2 separate regions of the Ovis aries genome follow, and region 2 is linked to region 1. A link is a contact called in public Hi-C data. All regions are on one chromosome and are shown on one strand. Each heading gives the region's core, a stretch centred on a gene start, on an enhancer-like site or on the middle of the called end of the contact. The rest is flanking DNA. Distances are from core to core; before and after follow the strand shown.

Region 1 (5,306 bases), core at 1,536-4,035:
CTGGCCATCTGATCGTCAAAGAAAGCAAGGCAGGCAGGGGATCCACTCTGCACAAAGCAGCCTCTCCATCCTGCCTCCAAACACAAGGTCCTGGATGAATTAACCCTGCTCGCTGCAGTCATCCAACACCCGAGAAAGAACACAAAAACACTGCTGAATTTCCTTCCAAGGGCCAGGGAGCTGGACCTGGAAGGGGGAGAAGAGCCCCCTGCAGCTCCACTTCTGACTCACTTGCGCACCTATGCACCGAGAGAGCCTGGCAAGCTGCTTCACCTGCTGGCTCAGTTCCCCACCCCCCACCCCCCACCAGCAGGAGGCAGGACATTCTTCTGCCAATCTTTCAGGAGCTAGAGAGAAAAACCTATTTGAAAAACCTATTTGATTAAAAACTACCTAGCAGCAGCAGTTAAAAGGCATTTTATTCCCATGCTATTTTAAACAAAATCATGTATGATTTGTATGCTAAGACATCCGGATTCAACATACTGTTGGTAAAATTAAGAACCATGTTCTGGAAGGGAGGGCTCCTGATTTTGCACCACTGGGGGAAGGGGAGTAGGAAAGTTGGGCGTGGAAAATGTTGTGTGTTGAGGGGGGCAGTTCTAGAGGAACTTGGGGCAAATCTCCAGGCCTCAGTTTCCCCCCGGGTGCCTCAGGAGGTGCGCCCCCGGGCTGCCCTTCTGCTCCATCACCTGGTGGATGTCCTTCTAGAACCGCAGCTGATAAGAATTGGGGCCCTGCAAACCCCTCGGCTCAGCCTCACAAGACAGCGCGCCACATCCCTTCGCGGGGCGTCCTGGGGCTTCCTTGAGATATAACTTCATTCCCCCAAACTCCGCGCCATCAACTCACCCAACGTGAATGCAGCAAGGGCCTCGGGGAATGGGAAAACGGGGCCGGAGGCGGGGAAGCTGGGCTCAGCCCCAGGCTTTATTGCCTCTTTCTCGAACCTCCCTACTCCAGGCGCGGACGTCCAGCTGCCAACAGCCAGCCCCCGAACCTCAGCCTTCAGTCTGTACCCGCCGCTCCAGCCCCCGCGGGCCGACCCCGGCTGCAGGGCGGACGGGCAACGTGGGGCCGGGACCGCGACGGGGCGGTCAAGCAGCCGCGCCCAGGACCCTGGCGGCTCTGAATCCTAAACACACACGCACACACACGCGCGCACGCCGGCCAATCCGTTCGCCCGGAGGAGTCGGAAGGCGCTTCCACAGCGCTTCATTCATTCTCCCAAAGGCGAGGTTCGCTTCTCCCGGGAGCCTCCATCCTGCGATCTTAGGAGGACTCCAACGGGGCCACCTGCGCCACGACCCGTCCCTCATCAGCCCACGGCCGCCGAGTCCTCTCCACCCGCACCTACAACCCAACAGACTCGCGCTCCATCCCGATCCGCGGCGTCGCCCCCTCGCCGGGGCTGATGCCACCCCGGCTCCCCGCAGCTCCGCCGCCCCGCAGCCACCGCAGCCCCCGCCGCCCCGCCGCGCCGCTCGGTTCAGACCTGCAGCGTTCGGCTCGCCGCGCCCAGGCCGGCTGGGGACGCCGCCGCCGCCGCCACCGCCGGGAAGCCTCGGCTCCTCCCAAGTCACACCGCCTCCGGAGCTGCGGCGGGGCGCTGGGAGGGGACAGGGGGCGGAGGGCCCGGAGGAAGAAGGCGGGGAGCAAAAGTTCAGGCCGCTCCGGGCCTCGCCGCGCCCCCGTCTCCTCCCAGGCCCGCCCACGAGGTCCCCCTCCCGGAACCCGGTCCCACGGGCTTCCGCGCCTGGGATCCCCCACCCCACGCCTCGCCGCCCGGAGCGGCTGCGGGATTGGAGCCGGGGCAGGAAGGTGGCCCCGAACCCTAGTCGGGGAGAGAGTGGCTGATAGCAAACACACCAAAGTGCCCCGGGCCGAACCTGGAAACTTCCCCGAAGTGCGACGGGGAGCGGAGCGCGTGGCGGGGGAATCCCCACCCCCACCTTCACCCCACGCGCGCTCCTAGGGAGAAGGCACCGATCCGTCGGTCAGTCGGTCCTCCGCCTGCAGAGCGCGCCCCCCGCACCCCCATTCCGACTCCTGGGGCCGTTCTCCTGGACAGCCGGCCTGTGCGTGCCCAGAGGCAGCTGTTCGCAGCGCCACCACCCCTTCGCCGAGTCCCCGGTCCCCGAGCTCCGATCGCATTCTCCCTAGCGGGAGAGGGGGGCGTGCGAGCCCTTGGCGCCGCCGCCGCCGCCTCCGAGCAGCCCTTCCCGCGGGGTCCCCGGCACTCGGGGCGCCCAGAGCGCGGCCGGGATCAGCGGCGAGGGGACGCCCTCCGCTGGAGACGGCGATTGCCTCGGTGAGGCTGGGCCGAGGGTCGCGGGGCCCAAACCTGCCTCGGCTCTGCGCGCGCTCGCAAGTTCATTGTCTGCCTGGGCCGTCGTCGCCTCCGCCGCCGCCTCCGCCGCTGCCGCCGCCGCCGCCGCCACCGCCGCCGCCACCGCGCGGGGAGCGCCGCGGGGAGTGAGGCTGCGCGCAGCCTCCTCCGGCCCGGACTCCCTACGCCCAGCCCGGGCCGACCCCGGCGCTGCCCGGCCGGAACGCGGAGGGGCGCCGGAGCTCGGGGCCAGACACCCACCCGCCGCCTGTGGCCGCCCCCGCGCCGCGCCTGGCACCCAAGTTGTACCTGAGAAGCCGGAGTCCAGCCTGGGGGCGGCGGGGGCAGCCCAGCCTCTGCGGCTCCGGCTCCGCGGGAGCGCGCCTAGCCCCGCGCCCGGAGCCCGGCATGCGGGGCGCGTCAACCTGACTCCCAGAGCGCAGGGAGGAAAAGTTTTGGGAGTGACGTGCGGATGGCGAATAAAACAACCGAAGAGAACCCGCCCCCCTCCCCCCCCCACCCCGCCCGCCGCCCCATGTCGCGCGGACACACATCAGCTTGGGTCTGGAATGTGAGACCAAGGCGTGCGCGCCGAGCGGTGGGTTTGGTTCCCGCCCCCTCCCGTTCCAAGTCAACACGAAATGTGAGCTGCGGTGATTTGGAACAGAAAGCAAACCGAAACCCCTCAAGTCTGCCAGTGACACCCTGCCGGAGACATTTTTTTAACGAACTTGGTGGTCTGGAGCAGCCCGTGCATTGATATTCAAGGCCACGGCGCTGGTGGGTTCTGCGCCCTCTGTTGTATTTTTGCATCTGGAGACGGCTCTCCCGGGCTCTTCGGCCCAGCCTGTTTGATTTCATGGAGAAGGAAGGTTCAGCGGGACCCCGAGCCCGGCCGCAGTGGCCCCGGGCGCGGCTGCTCCAGGAAACCACCGGGCTGCCCGAGGTCAAGGAAGTGGCGCACCAGTGGTCGACCTGGAGACTCTCCACCGGAGATAAACCAGTTGAAGAAAACACTGAATTCGGAAAGACTCAAGCCCAGCCACTCAGAAAACAGGTCTAAGGGACAGGGGGAAAAAAAAATCCTTGTCTTCGGTCACAAAGCCTTTTGCCGGCCGAGTCCCCTTGACCACAGTCCAGCATCTTGTCCTAGGATCGACCAGAAGTGGAGCTGAAAATTCTCCGTGTCAAGTGCTGACACACCGCTGAAGGACGCGTCCTGAGGGTACCTTCCCCATACCCTGTCCTCTCTTTTTGGAAAAACATGATTTTTATTGCCCTAGGCTCCTCTCACCCCCAGAAACTGTAGCCCACCCTGAGGTCATAAACTTCTGCTCAGCAGCCATGGCAACTAATGCAGGGGTCACAATCAGAGGATTATAACTGCAGATGTGAAGCTGGGATGAGAGGGGAATTCTTCAAAACGGTATCTTGTTTTCCTGCAAATAATGCCTCTTACATAAAATCTACGGAGAGATTAATGCAGCAAAGAGACCAGCCTTAGAATCTCAGACTAGATTGCTTTTTCCATATAGACACCACTTGGTGGGTTTTGTTCATTATTATTATTATTTTTTAAACAAAAAGCTTTTTCTGAAAATACAATGAGCTGCTTTTTGCAGGGTTCACAATTCCCAATAGATGATGATGCCATTTTTCAAGGTCTAACACACGTTGTGGCTTTGGGGCTTATTTATTAGCTCCCAAGAAAAGCCTGCCTTTCAGTGAGGTTTATATACTCAAGTAATTGCAGGGGGGGCGGGGGGGATGGACACAGAGCAGGGTGCTGTTGAAGGAGGTTGGTTGTGCATGCGTCTGCAAGGAAGGCCCTGGGCCAGGCAGCTGTCAGACCGGAGTGTGCAATGGGTTTAAACAAACACAGGGAAGGTTCTGTGGAAACACCCAGAAGGAAATCCCCTCCTGTAAGGGTGTGTGGAACATTATTCCATGGCCACACATACCTCTGTCTTTCCTCTCCTCCTTCCAAGTAAACACATCACTCTGTTGCATAGATGGCTCGGGGCCCACCCAGGTCACTTTCAAATTCAGGTGTCAGAAATCACGGTTGACATGGAGCAAATTGTTTCTAAGTATAGTCATGCTGCCGCTTTGATACAGATTCCACCAGGGACTTTCTAAAGGTATTTATACACGTGCCTGAGATTAACTGGAGGGCAGTTTTTCCTCTCAACTTTAATTCCCAAAAAAAAAAAAAAAAAATCATTCAAGAATTGCCCTTGAGTCTGTTACTCTGGAGAGCTGAGAGAACACCTAAATACTAGACGTGTGTGCATGAGTGGATGGATGGACAGATGGATACGTGTCTGTGCAAGAGGCTGATGTATCACATTGGCAACTAGTGAGTGAAAAAAGAATGCAATTTAAGAAAACAAATGTCTCTTCCCCAGATGCACACTTAAGCCTCCATAATTTTGGAATTAAATTGTCTGAGTTCAACCCCTACTGCTGACACTGACTAGCTGAGTGACACTGGACAGGTCACTTTTTGCTTTGCCTCCGTCTGGGGCCTATAATAACCCCTATATGCAGTAAGTTGAATTATTGACCCCACGTAGGTTATTACACTTTGATATCCTGTCACAGCGTCATAGTACATGGAACATGCTTCCCTATCCCTTGAGTTTGGACTTACCCACATGATTTGCTTTAGACAATGAGATTTTGAAGAATGTGGTTGAATCAGAGGCTCGACATGTGTTGCAGGCCTGGGCTTGCTCTCTTGTGCTTTGAATCCTTAATGAGAACAACACCAACACATCCTGAGAAGCTGCTGCTTCTCCAGCAAGGCCTTAAACTAAACATACATGGAGCAGACCCACACTCAACTTGCAGCTGGGAACCAAGTGATTCCCTCACACAGCTGGAATTTGAACTGCCTCCGCTGACCTATAAACACATGAACAAGGGGGAAAGGCGTGTTGCAAGGTGTATGTTGGAGTTTGGCTACACAACATTA
Region 2 (5,783 bases), core at 1,135-3,634, 42 kb after region 1:
AACCAGATCGGACCCAGGGGCATAGTTTGCTCACCCCTGATCTATACCATCTAATTCAAGTATTGGAACACTGGCAATTCCTTATGGTCTTTGTAGGTACCTCATCAAATTTACTTGTTTGGGCATTTGTATTTGGAATTACACATGAGACAGACTTGGTTTTATTTCTCTGAGCCAAAAATAACTCCTCTTTATTTTGTGCTTGGCACTGACCCTGAACAGGTAAGTAGGCTAAGTCATGTGCAAATAAGACCCAACTTGAATGCTTAGTTCTTCTGAAAGTTAAATGGCTTTAGACCAGATATTAACACACTGCCATCAGTTCAGTGATTGTCTAGGAAAAGTACGCTTGGGTTCAGACACTGTGCAAAATTTGCAAGGCCCAGTCCAAAATGAAAACACAGAGCCCCTTGTTCAAAACTTAAGACTTTTAAGATAGTGACAGCTGGACTTGAAACCAAGCATGAGACCCTTCTAGGCGAAAAAACACCATGCCCACCCATGAAGCCTGCTCGTATCACCTGGGGTGGGGGCTGGTTGAGGCAGTGGAGGTCAGCCTACACCACAGACTTTGTAGAAATGGTTCAAAGTTCATGCCAGCTGGCTGGCGAATTACCAGCGTCAACTTAGTCCAAGAATTGGGAGGGCTGGAGACTGGTTAGTACCACTGAGTAGTCTCATAAAGCTTGCTGCATGCTTATTATAAGTTTTAAAATGTAAGTTTCTGAAACATTTAATTTTCCCATTTGCCCTTGGCTGTTTGTGGATTTTGCCTCCGCTGAAATCTGAGGCCCTGAGGAGCTCTATTTAAAGCCGCCATCCAAGTTTTGTGGCAGACAAGGGGAGTGTCCGCGTGGAGGTTTACAGAAGAGTTTAAAGAGATGTCTCAGCTCTGATGCCGCCGTCTTGGTTAGCACATATCATCCTTGGGAAGAAACCTCTGGGGGGCTGGGAAGTAAACCTGCTTCTGAGGTTTGTTCCTGAAACCCAGAAAGAAAGAAATAGCATCACCCCCAGAAACCCTCCTGCTCAGATGTTTGATCTTAGCCCAGCAGCCACACAGCAAGGCTGGCCAGCCCACCCACCCACCGACCCCTTGATGGGGGCCTGTCCTGGGCTCAGTAACTACAGGGTCATTTGTAGCCCTTCAGGGCTGGAGTGGCTGTAAACCCAGCCAGCGCAACTCCCTCAAATTATAGCAGAGGCCCAGTAAGGGTGAGTGACTTGCCTAAAGGCACACAGCAAGTAAGTTCCAGAGCAGAGGGCTGAACGAAGCCAGGCTCCCTGCTGGCCCATCCACGCTCTGCTTTCTCCTGCACAGCCCTGCCTTCCTGGGCCTCCGAACTCGAAAGAATCATCTTTGCTGAAGCAGGTTGGGGGCAGCCAAGGCAGAGGTCACTGAGCTACTGAACCATTCTTTACCCCCTGCCACCGATATGTCCTAATAACACCCCCTGAAGAACCCAGAGAGTGAGGTGTGCAGGAAACCACGAAACTCTTGTTACTTCCTCTTCCTGCTCTGTTTTCTGTGAGAACCAAGTGTGAAATCTAAAACAGCAGCTTTGGAGTCATGGATGGGCAAGATCTCACTGAGAGTCTCAGGGACTCTCCCCACCTAGGAGGTGACGCCCCAGCCAGCATCCTTGTCGCCTGTCTGCTGACACAGCCCGTGATGAGAGCTGACTCCAGCTAGCCGGGCTCTGCCTGCAGCCCTGCAGATACTCCAGCTTATTGTCCTTGTAGATGCCCCTCCCTGGAAGGACGAGACCCTGCAGGTCTGCCCTGCACAGCATCACCCCAGCGCCCAGCCCAGGAGAGGCGTTCCATTTGTATTTGTCTAGAAACATCCTCTGCCTGCCCATCTGCTTCTGAGGGGACCTCAGCCTGTGTCCGTCCTTCTTCAGGTGTGATGGCCAGGAGCCCGCCCAGCCCTTGAGGGTTGAGTCTGATGTTGCTGTGTGGGTGCATGTGTGTGAGTGTGTGTCTGTGTGTTGTATGCATATGTGTGTGTCTGCTTGTGCGAGAGTGGCTGTGTGAATGAATGTGTATATGTGTGTGTCTGTGTCTGAGTGTCTGTGTGGGTGAATTCGGTATATGTGTGTGTTATGTTACAAATGTGTGTATCTGCAAATGTGAATGTGTGTGTTGTGTTACGTATTGTGTGTGTGTGTTGTGCATGTGTGTGTCTGCGTCTGTATGAATGAGTGTGAATATATGTGCATGAGCATGTCTGTGTGTGTGTGCACGTGTATCTGCTCACTACTGTCTCTGTGTAGGTCTCTGAGTCCCCACCCGGACGTCCTTCGGAGGGAAAGCTGGGTGTGGCTTCCTGGTGACAATCACACACGTGTGGAGACTTTGTCTCTGAATCACCGAGCACAGGCCTTGATGCCCAGGAGGTGCCCAGCATGACTCAGCCGTTACTGTTAGCACAAGGCCATGGTGACTTGTAACCAAGGTCCTCCCTGCTGGATTAGCCATGTCCTGCCTGAAGGGAGATTGCAAGGTGGGGAGGTGGAAAGTCCTTGCTACGGGCTGAATGTTTGTGTCTTCACAGCTTCACGTGTAGGAATTCTAACCCCCAAAGGTGATGTTCTTAGTAGGTGGACTTGGGGGAGGTGACTAGGTCATGAGGGTGGTGCCCTCATGATGGGATTTGTGCCCTAATAAAAGAGACCTCACTGCTCCCCTGCCCCTTCTAGCATGTGAGAGGGGACACCCTGAAAATGCACAGTCGAGAACCAAGAGGACCCTCACCTGAGCATCCTGGACTTCCATGGACAAAGGGGCCTGGCGGGCTCCAGTCTGTGGAGTCACAGAGAGTCGGACACGCCTGAGTGCGTAACACAGCCAGCCAGCAGTCGTGCCACGCTCCAGCAGCCTGAGAGGACAAGGCGGCCCCTCTCCCCCACCTTGCAGCAGCAGGGTTCCTGAGAAGCCTCTGACCCAGAGTTCTGTTCAGAGGGAACCCCAACAGCCCATGGGACGTGGGGCCACAGTCCATACCACCCCCTGAAAAACTGTTTTATAGAAGGGGCAAGGACATTGAGTCACCACCCACAGAGTCAGGGCCTAAATAAATATTTTCCATACTTCATCTCATAGCTCTGCGGGGTGGAAGGAGAGTCCGTTCAAAACTTCAGGTCACCACCCACGGGCAGGGCCACTTCCACACTGGCCAGTCACTGTTAGCGGTCCCAACAAGGCTACAGACTGAGCCTTAGAGCCCCTCTTTCAGGAGCAGAAAGCTTGGAGGAGTTCAACGACCCCTCCCAGAGACACAGAGCCCAGCTAGGTCTGTCCTAGTTCTGTCCACGCTAAGACAGGGCTTTCGTCACTGGGCCCCAGAGGCCACTGCGGGACTTCCTGACACACCACCCAACGAAACAAAACATCCTCAGCTGTCCTTGTGTGTGAAGCAATGCACGTCCCGCTGCCGAGAATCACCACCAAATCTCTCCAAGTTGGGCAATTCGCAGCATGATTTGTGAAACGAGGAACAGGATATGCTCTGACCCCTGAACCTCTTCCCCGCTGACCCTCTCTGGTTCCAGCTGAGCTCTCATTTTCTAAGATAAGTGAGAGACAATCTCTTAACCCAGAAGTTCGATGGTCGCTACTTCCGGGGGAACCATCTCCACCTGGAGGGTTAAGGTCTCAAAACAGAATTCCCACAAAATGAAAACAGGGCAAAAAATCAACTGAGAAGAGTAGGTGTGACCTTCATCACAAAGGGCTGATTTCCTTCAAACACAGAAGTGACCATGAGTTGGATGACCCAGAGAATAGTGGGCAGCATCGTGTGAGGGCAATTTACAAACGAAGAGATACAAGTGGTTGAGGAGTGCAAGGGGGAAAGTTCAGTCTCAACAGTGAACGATAAAAACAAACTAAAATACTAAGATGCTATTTTTTTAAAATAGATTGGCCAAGACAATACCTGGTCCAGATGAGGAAGCAGAGAAATTGGCCCTCCGTACACTGACACTGGGTGTTTAAATTGGCACATCTTTCTGAAGGGCAATCTGGCAATGTACGTAAACTTGACCCCATAATTATTTTAAGACTGTATCTCAAGGGACTTGGTTGAGCTGTAGGCAGAGCTGAATATACAAAGACAGTCATTGTGTTGATACTTAGAATACTGAGAATTCTGGGGAAAAAATACCCCAAATGGCCAGCAATAAATTGCTGCTCATGAAAACTACAGTAAATCCATATGAAGGGATATAATGCCACTCTTAGAAATGCCGTGGCATCAGAGGCTTTGACTCCAAGTCCATTGTCCTCCCACCAGAGGAAGCTGGCTCTCAATCTCACCCTGGAGAGCCTCCTTCTTTTGTGGTTGCAAATCTGCTGGGACAGCAGCAGTCACTAACGCCCCTGAAATGATCCAAGACGCCATGGGCTCGGGTCTGGGAAGGAGAGGGAATGTGGGCCAGGATGTTCCACCAGCATCCGATTTGAAGCCACATGTTTTCAAATATGAGGCTAATTAAGTAATTACATCTTGCGTATTTCACTCTTGTTTACTTCAGCAGCAGCCCCACCCCGGCCACTTGGAAGTACGCATGTGGTCCATATGAGGAAGAGCCCAAAGCGAAGGCCACAAGTCCTGCTTTCCAGCACCTGTCAAGCGTGTGCCCTTGGACCTCTCAGAACACCCAGTGCCTGCTCTGAGACCACCCCTCCGCTGGCACCTGGCTGACGCAGGGACTCATCAAGTGGCTCATTGGCCCCGGCCGGTGGCTGGTTTTTCCTCTGCAGTTTCCCTTACCAGCCATTTTATTCCCTTGGGCTCCCACCACTTGGAGCAGTGATAGGATCCCAGGAGAGCCAACTCACTGGAAAAGACCCTGATGCTTGGAAAGATGGAGGGCAGAAGGAGAAGGGGGCGACAGAGGATGAGATGGTTGGATGGCACCACTGATTCAATGGACGTGAGTTTGAACAAACTCCTGAAGTAGAGAAGGACAGGGAAGCCTGGCGTGCAGCAGTCCATGAGGTCGCAAAGAGTCAGACACAATTGAGCAACAGAACAACAGCTGGATCTCAGAAAGCTAAAGAAGAGAAAAAGTGAAAGCCCAAGTAGTCATTGAAATAAGGGGTCGGGGAGGAGCACTTACCACTGCACACACCCCTCGTCACTCTGAGTGAAAGTCGCGGAATTTGACCCAGTGATGTGGCAAATGGGGTTAATTCCCCAAATCACTCCCCAGTTCTAATAGTCAGTCGAGCACAGACCAAGCTTTTCCTCCAGGCTGTGGGGCTCCCTGCATGGACCATCCTGGCACTTCCACACTCTGCTGCAGGGAGGTAGGTGTTGTTGGTCTTCCTTCCTGCCTGTGTAGTCACCCCCCAGAAGGGTCTGTGATGACATCTCACAGCCACCTCCTTCTCCAAAGAACGCATCTTTGCCTGGGAGGCTATGCCTTCCCCTAGACCAAGGTCAATATTGGACCAAGTCCTTGGACTGAACCGTAGACTGGCCTCCTGCCTCAAAGTCACTCCCAGCACTGAGATGCAGTACCTGCCTTGGAGCTGCAGGTTCAGGCAGAAGTAAGACTCTAGCAGAGACCGCATCTTGAACTTAGCTCTGCGCCCAACCCCATCCACTTCCCTCTCTCTTCTCCTGAGAGCCCTTTTCCAATAAAGCCTCTGTTTCAGGTTCTGCTTCACAGAAGCTAAGGCCAGCTTTTTGGGTTCAGCTCGCCTGGCAGTTCTTGAACACTCCATCTGACTGATGCCCTGTGCCAGATATGGATAGTTAGAAGCCCCTGCAT

What was found. Hi-C and Micro-C count contacts between places; a contact is called where the count stands out from the background.
Region 2: a Hi-C map of blood shows a contact between it and region 1, with 2.6 times the contacts expected there. The contact joins the enhancer-like site here to the promoter of CHST15 in region 1. A contact is called at or near these places in 4 of 16 Hi-C or Micro-C datasets (all in blood).

The regions. Positions count from the first base shown.
Region 1 is chr22:43,287,315-43,292,620 of ARS-UI_Ramb_v3.0, forward strand. It overlaps CHST15 (carbohydrate sulfotransferase 15), which reads right to left and starts at 2,786. Exons shown (of 9, transcript XM_042238833.1): 1 at 2,639-2,786.
Region 2 is chr22:43,329,442-43,335,224 of ARS-UI_Ramb_v3.0, forward strand. No RefSeq gene overlaps it. Among named protein-coding and RNA genes, the nearest start is that of CHST15, 42 kb to the left of the region's middle. Within about 2 kb of position 2,385, at least 11 of the 54 cell types and tissues checked have an H3K27ac peak or open chromatin away from gene starts, as enhancers often do.